Linked DNA regions of Sus scrofa: all the other regions are linked to region 2. A link is a contact called in public Hi-C and HiChIP or PLAC-seq data. All regions are on one chromosome and are shown on one strand. The core of a region is the stretch at or near the end of the contact, and the rest is flanking DNA. Distances in the headings are between cores, read along the strand shown.

Region 1 (2,700 bases), core at 52-2,551, 320 kb before region 2:
TGGAACCAAGTACTCAAGCATTATAACATTTAAAGAAGTATTTCCAGAAACGAAGGGAAAAGTTGATTTTTCTCTGAACAGGGTTTTTACACAGCTTGAAGGTAGACAAACTTAATATACCCATTAATGTAAAGAAAAGAGCTTTCCCTTTAGAAAGTTTTTGAAGTAGTTCTCTGCTACATATCCTTGTTGAATACAACAATCTTATCATCTGATAAAGTGTATCGTACCAAATTTAAAGGTCTTTTTTGACCAGTCTATTAACACGTGTGTGAGATCTCTTAAATGTGAGTTATTATCCAAATGACATATATTTACTATTTACCAAAATACAGTTTATTTTCTATTTACTTATTTATTTATTGTCTTTTGTCATTTCAGGGCCGCACCCTGGGCACACAGAGGTGCCTAGGCTAGGAACAGCTGCTGGCCTATACTACAGCCACAGAAACTTGGGATCCGAGCCATATCTGCGACCTACGCCACAGGTGACCACGATGCCAAATCCTTAACCCACTGAGTGAGGCCAGGGATCCAACCCGCAAGCTCATGGTTCCTAGTCAAGAGTCGTATCCGCTAAGCCACGAGGGGAACTCCCAGTTTATTTTCTTTAAGCACCTTACACATTTTTTACAGTTATGAAAAACTGGAGTAAGCATTGGGGAGTAATGGAATGCTTACATCAGGTAATTTTTTTCCCTTGTGCTGTTCCACCAAGTTTAAACATTTGAAATTTAATTATCGTTGTAAACCCTTTACAGAACTGGAATAAGTAGCTTTTCAGACAGTGAGGTAAATAACTGACCGGTTGTAAATGCCTCATATTTCAGGCTGCCTTTTTTACTGTCTCGCGCAGGTCTTCCACAACTTAGAATGCCAACTCTTGCTTCCAAGCTGTAAGGTGCAGAAGCACTTCCGGTCTTCGGTCCAGAGACTAGCCGGGAAGGAGCCTAACACGCATGCGCGCCCCGGCGCAGCCTCTCCGCAACTACCCGTCTCGTTACGTCACCTCCAACCTCCCTTGACGGCAACCGGCGGGAGTTTTTCAAAATGGGAGCGCGAAGGCGCCACCCAGTCCTCGGAAGGTGCCTGGGAGACCTTTCCGTGGCTGTACTGTCGTCGCCAGGAGCGGCGGCCTAGAGAGCCGAGCCTGATGGGCGCCAAGACCCGCTGGCTGCTTGGAGCGCTGCCTCGAAAAGACTTCGTGAAGGGAGCTAATCCGGGAAGCACGGGCCGGGACCTAGAAATATGGCGACGTGCATCGGGGAGAAGATCGAGGTGAAAAGACTCGGCACTGCTCAGTAGGGCGAGTGGGAGTCGGAGTGTTGGGACTCGAGACCCTGGCTGGAAGGGGATCGGGCGAAGCTAACTGCCGCGGGGCGGGCGCCGAGGTGCTTTGGGAGGGTCCCAACCGCCGGGAGCCCGGCTGTTTTAAGGGCGGAGCGGCCCGCCCCTCACAGACGCGGGGGCGGTGAGACAGGTGTGTTGCTCGCAGCTCCGCCCTTCTGTTCCTAGACTCCAAGGCTTCTGGTCTGCGATCCCGCTCCAGCTGCCGCGCTTAGAGCAGAGCAAGACTGTCTCCCCTTTTTTCAAGGGGATGGCGGTTACCTCCGGCGGGAGCTGCGGCGGGATTCTCTTCAGGCGCTCAGCTCTCAGGGGGTTGGCTGGAGGTGGGAGGAGGGTGCTGAGGCTACACTGAAGTTGCGGAGCCAGACTTAGGATATTCTATCTAGAGCCCAGCCTGGAAGCTCAGCGAGACCTGCAAGGCATCAACATGCTTTCCACCCCAGACACCTGCTGTATTGAGGTGTAATATCTGCTTGAATTTTGAATGCAAATTCCCCTCTTGATCCATTTTCTCTTCTTTTCCAGCCCCTTCCTATTTTTTCCCTTTCTCCTTCTGAAAGTTGTCACACACATTCTTTAATTTTGACTTTTAAGGATTTTAAAGTTGGAAATCTGCTTGGTAAAGGATCATTTGCTGGTGTCTACAGAGCTGAGTCCATTCACACTGGTTTGGAAGTTGCAATCAAAATGGTAAGAATTTTGTAATCAACTTCTTTGCAGGTAACAAGAGATATTTGCTATTTGAAATGTCAGAAACTCCTTACCTGCCAGCCTTTTCTTTATGGTATAAAAATCCCACTGCTTAGGCAGGAGACAGTAGTTCCAAGTCCACCATTTGAACATAAGGTTATCGTAGGAGATCCTTGACCATACTTAAATAACATCTTCAGTACTGTTCATTATACCTGGTATCTAATTATGTGTACTTGGAATAATCGGTAGCGATCAAAGAACAAAAAATAACTTTAAAATAATAAGAATACACTTGTGCATAGTTCTATATTACACTGTAGCAAGCTAAAATACTGTTCTTTTTATCAGAAGTCAGTCTAGGGAGTTCCTGTCGTGGCTCAGTGGTTAACGAATCTGACTAGGAACCATGAGGTTTCGGGTTCGATCCCTGGCCTCACTCAGTGGGTTATGGATCCGGCATTACTGTGAGCTGTGGTGTAGGTTGCAGACGAGGCTCTGATCTCGTGTAGCTGTGGCTGTGGCATAGACTGGTGGCTACAGCTCCAATTGGACCCTTAGCCTGGGATCCTATATATGCCACGGGTGCAGCCCTAGAAAAGACAAAAAGACAAAAAAAAAAAAAAAAAGTCAGTCAGTAGGAGTAACATAAGCAAATTAAGA
Region 2 (2,700 bases), core at 88-2,587:
AACGCAAAGTTCCAAAAACTTTTGGCTTGCAAAACTGGTGCGGGGTGGGGGTGGGGGGGTATGAATTTATAGCTCTTTTTTTTTCCTCAGTGAAAATACAATAAGTCATAATCAACGTGTATTTGAATACCTGCCTTCCTACTACCAAAAAAAAAAAAAAAAAAAAAAGAAAAAGAGAAAGAAACCGGACAGGCATGCCTGCTAGGTATATGAGCTCCACCCCCAAAACTCAGGGCGAATACCCTTGCCAGTATTTACTAGGATCTGCATTCTGGTATGCTTCATCTCACATTCATTGTTAATCTTGGAAAGCGTCTCCATACTAAAACTATTTTTTTTTAAGGTTGAAGTGTTGCTTATGTACCCGGACTTCATAGAGGGTTGGGACTTGGAGCTACGTGTACCTAAACGTGGCCCTATGAGTACTAGTAGAGAGAAAAGGGACATCAGTGGCAAAAAAAGAGTAAAGAAAGGAAAGCTGTGAATTACAGGGCCAAAAACTTTAGGTCCCTACTTTAGAAATTTTCCTTCTCTCCTGCCCACTACCATCCCAGGAGCTACAGTCTGAGGGCCAAGGTGACTGACGACAACTAAAAGGATTTTTTAAAACTCAGCACAAGAAAAAGCTGCGAGAAGAGTTGGGAAGAGAGAAAGATAAGAACTGAGAGCTGGTTCCTGGGACAACACTGGGACCCCGACTTCGGGGGAGAAACGCTGGAGGTGCCCGCGGCTGGGCTGGGTTGGGGACGGGCTGTCTCAGGTGCGGCAGACAAGGCGCGGGGGTCCAGATGTCGAGAAGGCTGCCAAACTAACCCGGTGCCCACGGGCCCTCCCATCAGAGGGGGGTCGCGCTTGATCTGCAGGGGGTCCTCACCCTCCCCTTCCAACTCCTCACCCGGGCCGTAGAACTTGCTGCCTTTGGTCACGTCGAAGACTTTCCCATTGACCGCGAGTAGGATGCGCGGCGTGCGGGACCCGTCATACTGGCGCAGCTGCTCCAAGCTGAAGTCCCGCTTCTTCATACGAGGCAGAGAAGCGGCTGGGCTCTCCTCGCCTGCCCCGGCTCCGGCGCCCAGACCCCGCCGCCCCCAGCGCACCCACAGCCGGTAGGCCCCCAGCAGCACTAGCGCCACCAGCGCCACGTTCAGCAGCATCTCCCCGCCCCCGTCAGAAGCGCCAACGCCGCTGTCGCCCAACCGCCCCCTTCTGCTGCCTCTCCCGCGCCGCCTGGGCTCTCGCTGCTGCCGTCGCTGCTGCTCTCGCTGCCACTCCCTAGGGTGCCTAGCTTCACGTCCCCATCACCCGCCGCCATCACTGCCCGCCAGCGCCTTCCTCCTCCTCCCCGCCCCCTGCCCGCCCCAACCTCACGGGGGCCCCGCCCATATGGGGGCCTCTCAGCCAATAACGTGAGGGTAGGGGGCGGGGCCAGATGGGCTCCCGATTGGGTGTTGACGGGGTAACGTTGTCTAGGATCCCTCCTCCACCTCCCTTCTTTTGCAGGCCGCGCTCGCGTGCGGCGCCCCGCCTACCTCGCCCCACACTTCCCTGCTTTTGCCCGTCATCTCTTCTAGTTGAAGTAGAAGGGGCGGTCCTGAAAAGATGCTGCGCGGGACGCGCGCGCGCATAGGCGGGGCAAAATTACTGCGCGTGCGCGGGTTCCGGGGCGCCACGCGCTCTCCTTTCCAATGCAACCCCTTCGGAAGGCACGCTCCGCCCAGTCCCCTCGCTGTGCGCGTGCGCCTAAAAGTCTCTTCCCTTCCCAGGCCTGGGTTGGCGTCCGCGAGCAGTTGCCTGTCTCTTGTCGCTCCGCCCGTGAGCTTCACGTGCGCCGAGGCTGCTGCTGAGGCGGGGCGGTCCCGGATTCCTTTCTGAGGGCATGAGTGGCTAGTGCGAGGCCTCGGCATAGTATTAACTGCTTTCGCAAATCGGTGAGGGGTGTCTCTCCCCTTGGACGCCGTCGCGCCCGTCCGGAAGCTATGAGCGTGGGCACTCAGGCAAAGCTACCGCCAGAAGTTTTGGCGATGAGCTGGTCTCCTGGCGCAGAGAGTGTACATAGAACCCGCATTGGAATTGTTTGGCAAAAGGAATCTACGTGCTGTCTGCGACAACGAGTAGCCACTCCCCAGTGGTTTTGGCCAAGGCTACTCTTGTCCAGTTTTCTTTCAGGTTTCAGTCTAAAGGTGTTATTCCTTAAGTCGTAATTTCTGGGGCGGTAGGGAAGTAGATGGGATAAGGTGGCCCTTCAATTCATTAGTTTAGCTTTATTTACAGTTTCTTTTCATCTACCTGGGCGTTGTAGAGTCTTAGCCTCACGTCCTTAAAATTCGGGTATAAGTGTCACCTGTGAAGCCTCATTCTGGATCTTTCACCTCACGCGCGCTCTCTTCATTTCACATACTCCCTTAGGCCTGAGTCTGTTTTTCTGCGTCTCAGTCTATGCCCCGCCCCGCCAAGCTGCTGTAAACTACTCTTGTGGTGAATGAAGGTTGTATCAGGGGAGTAACGGTTTCCGTTTAATCTTGAGGAATTGATGAGATGGAGGAGAGACGTGGGGGAGTATGGTATGCATATTAGGGAAACTAAGTGGTCCACTTTGGCTTTAAGTACTGAAGAGGGGCAAAGTCTGGAAAACTGAAATTTTAGTCTTTTGTATCAAGGGGTAGACTTGGGCTTTATATTGCCGGTTTTGGAGAAGCCACT
Region 3 (2,700 bases), core at 87-2,586, 440 kb after region 2:
TGACATTATAAAGGACACATTTAAAGGTTCTGTATTTCTGGGTTGAAATATTTAGACAAGGTTAAAACTTTAACACTTGAGATTTAAGCACTTTGTCAGTTAAATCAAATCTATGACTATCTTTATACCAGATATAACCCTTTGGTTAAAGTGAGAAATCTGGGTTTGAATTGTAGTCATACTAGTATTTTTAGACTCTGAGCATATGATTTAGATAATGATGTCAATTTAAAAACTTACTGTCTAGGTGATTAATGTTTACTTTAAAAACTAAGGTAAGAAACCAGCTGGATTTCCTTCACCTTCGTTTAGGAACAGGAGATTACTAAAGTATAGGTCATTATCATATTTACATACTTTGTTACATTGGGTACTTACTGTATGCTCCATAGAAGACTGATTAAGAAAACATAAATCTTTTCTTGTGGGAGAGGCAGTCGTTGCTGACCAATAATTTAGGAATCAAATTATCAGTTGCTTAGTGTTTAGGAATAACATGCATATAGTGTGAACTTAGCAAACAGAAACATTTCACTATAAAATACTTTTATCTTTAAGGTACATTGGTGTCTGAAAATACATTCTTTAATGCACATTTTTTTCCTTTTTTTTTTAGCTGCACCCGTAGTGTATGGAAGTTTGCAGATCAAGGATTTGAGTCCGAGCCACAGCTGAAACCAATGCTGATCCTTTAACCCACTGCACTGGGCCAGGGATCAAACCTGCACCTCCACAGCAACCCAAGCCGCCGCAGTCAGATTCTTAACCTACTGCATCACAGTGGGAACTCCTAATACACATTTTTGTGTTAGACATTTTCTAAATACATTTTAAAATATTGTACATTTAAGTATTAGATTATTAACTTTGACAGTGAATGGAAAGAAATTTGAAAATAAAGTAATGGAAATAACTTCAGTTAAAGGTCAGTGAGATATTAAAGCGAAGCATCTCACATTCTGTAAAGCTGAGCGTATGATACAGTTTATGTACAAGATCTGTCGACTGAAAAAATACAACCTGGAAGTTGAAAGGTTTATTTGGGGTGAAATTGGGACTTAAGCCCAGGAGACAGCATCTTGTTTAGCCTTGAGAAACCACTAGGAGCAGGTGAGGTGGGTGTCCCAGGATATTTGAATTTTGCAACAAAGGAAAGGTAGTAGGAACAAAAAATTTACAGATAACCAGACTTACAGAAAACTAGTTTCTATGGGAAGATGTAAGTGCCTGGGCTTACATGAATCACTCCTTTGATAGGCATCTCAGCTGTGGGCTGTTCCTCTTTGTTTTTTCCCTGAGTTCCCTCAGGGGTCATTGGCCTACCCTTGGGAGTGGCTGTTGTCACAGATGGCCATGACATCTTTTGTCCACTAGCTACAGCTCAGGAGGCAGTATTTTAGAGCTATAAGGGAAAGGGGGAATTATCAAGATACGTCATAAAGGTGAAGAGGGAGTCACATGCAGCTATGCACACATTTTATAGAAGTTTGCTGCTGGTCTCGTGAAGGTTACTACTAGTCACAGACATCAGTCATCATTGAAGGATTTTCATGTTTTTCTAGTTATGAGGAGATACAAGAATTGGGCTTATAAAATCTCCTAAAAATATCTGACTATCTGAAGACCTGTTCTTCCAGTTTTTCCAGAGCACAGAGTGCCTCACTCCTGGTCTCCACCCTGAGCATTCAGCGGTGCTGCGGGTTGGCTGTTGGAGTGGCTCCTGTTTTACTCCATGTAGAGGCTGCTGGCAAGTGCAAATCTCAGTTCACATATCCTATAGGTTGTTACAGCTAATCCATTACATTGCAATAGGTGATACATAGAAAAGTAGTATGTAGATGTCTTTCATTGAATACCTTCTAGAAAATGAAAACGTGGATAAAATAGATACTTTGAAGATAAAAACAGCCTTTCTACATATAAATCATAAGATAATTAAAATCACTAGGGTATAATCCTTATATAGCTGTAGAGTTTATGGCCTGATATAATGGTACCTGTTCTACCACAGAGAGTAATTCTAGTAACTGGACAGTTTGTTTTCCTCACATCTGCCCTTTCCAAGGAGTAGCATTGAATAAACATCCTCAAATTCGTAATCATCCCATTCTTTTGTAAAAGCTCTTCTCTCTTTGTCCTCCTTGTCATTTCTCTTTCTTTCTTAGCTGGAGTCACATACCAGTCATGCCTCCCTGGTACCACACCCAGGTCGCTGACTTGTTCACTTGCAAATTCCCGAGCCACTTGCGGGGGATGGGTTCTTTTGGCTGATGCTGCTCTTAGTTTAGTGCCTGCTGATACCCCACCCCCCAGTCTTCAGTCTGAGGAAGCTTAATTTTCAAGGTTTTGAGTTACCTTGCTATCTCCCATACAATCTCATGTCCCATGTCCCATAACCCATGAATCCTGTAACCTTTAGCAGTTAGCGTGCTAAAGCCACTTATCTAGTTATTTGCTTACTGGCTCTCCCTGTGGCCCATTCTGTATCTTGTTCACTGTATCTTGGGCATCTAACTTGATGCAATTATTGAATTAATATGTTAGCTAATTTCACTGCATTTAAACTGTGACAGAAGAGGTTGCAGAGAGTAATCTGCATGTGGTCTAAACAGAGTTCAGGGCCAGCAGGTAGGACATTATCTGTGTTTGTTGAGGAGATGGTGCTCTGAGCAGCCACCACACAATCCTGGTTGTCTTGGC

What was found. A called contact is a pair of places that touch in the nucleus more often than the background predicts. HiChIP or PLAC-seq counts read pairs in DNA pulled down with a chosen protein or histone mark.
Region 1: an H3K27ac HiChIP or PLAC-seq map of skeletal muscle shows a contact between it and region 2. The contact joins the promoter of PLK4 here to the promoter of PGRMC2 in region 2. A contact is called at or near these places in 1 of 47 Hi-C or Micro-C datasets (liver) and 1 of 2 datasets of contacts at active chromatin or transcription factors (skeletal muscle).
Region 3: a Hi-C map of epiblast stem cells shows a contact between it and region 2, with 2.7 times the contacts expected there. The contact joins the enhancer-like site here to the promoter of PGRMC2 in region 2. A contact is called at or near these places in 2 of 5 promoter capture datasets (fetal liver and liver), 7 of 47 Hi-C or Micro-C datasets (embryonic fibroblasts, epiblast stem cells, heart right ventricle and 3 more) and 2 of 2 datasets of contacts at active chromatin or transcription factors (alveolar macrophages and skeletal muscle).

What each region holds. Positions count from the first base shown.
Region 1 is chr8:97,011,618-97,014,317 of Sscrofa11.1, reverse strand. It overlaps PLK4 (serine/threonine-protein kinase PLK4), which reads left to right and starts at 1,301. Exons shown (of 16, transcript XM_021101607.1): 1 at 1,301-1,807; 2 at 1,942-2,037. The coding sequence starts at 1,775. LOC102167943 (a long non-coding RNA gene) reads right to left here and starts at 958. Exons shown (of 5, transcript XR_001298442.2): 1 at 806-958.
Region 2 is chr8:96,691,460-96,694,159 of Sscrofa11.1, reverse strand. It overlaps PGRMC2 (progesterone receptor membrane component 2), which reads right to left and starts at 1,337. Exons shown (of 4, transcript NM_001097521.2): 1 at 1,164-1,337; 2 at 896-1,161. The coding sequence starts at 1,312. LOC102166663 (a long non-coding RNA gene) reads left to right here and starts at 592. Exons shown (of 5, transcript XR_002346425.1): 1 at 592-720.
Region 3 is chr8:96,256,172-96,258,871 of Sscrofa11.1, reverse strand. The region is part of intron 5 of JADE1 (protein Jade-1); the gene reads left to right. Among named protein-coding and RNA genes, the nearest start is that of JADE1, 310 kb to the left of the region's middle. Within about 2 kb of position 1,336, at least 13 of the 83 cell types and tissues checked have an H3K27ac peak or open chromatin away from gene starts, as enhancers often do. A contact at or near this core is called in epiblast stem cells, where this site is marked.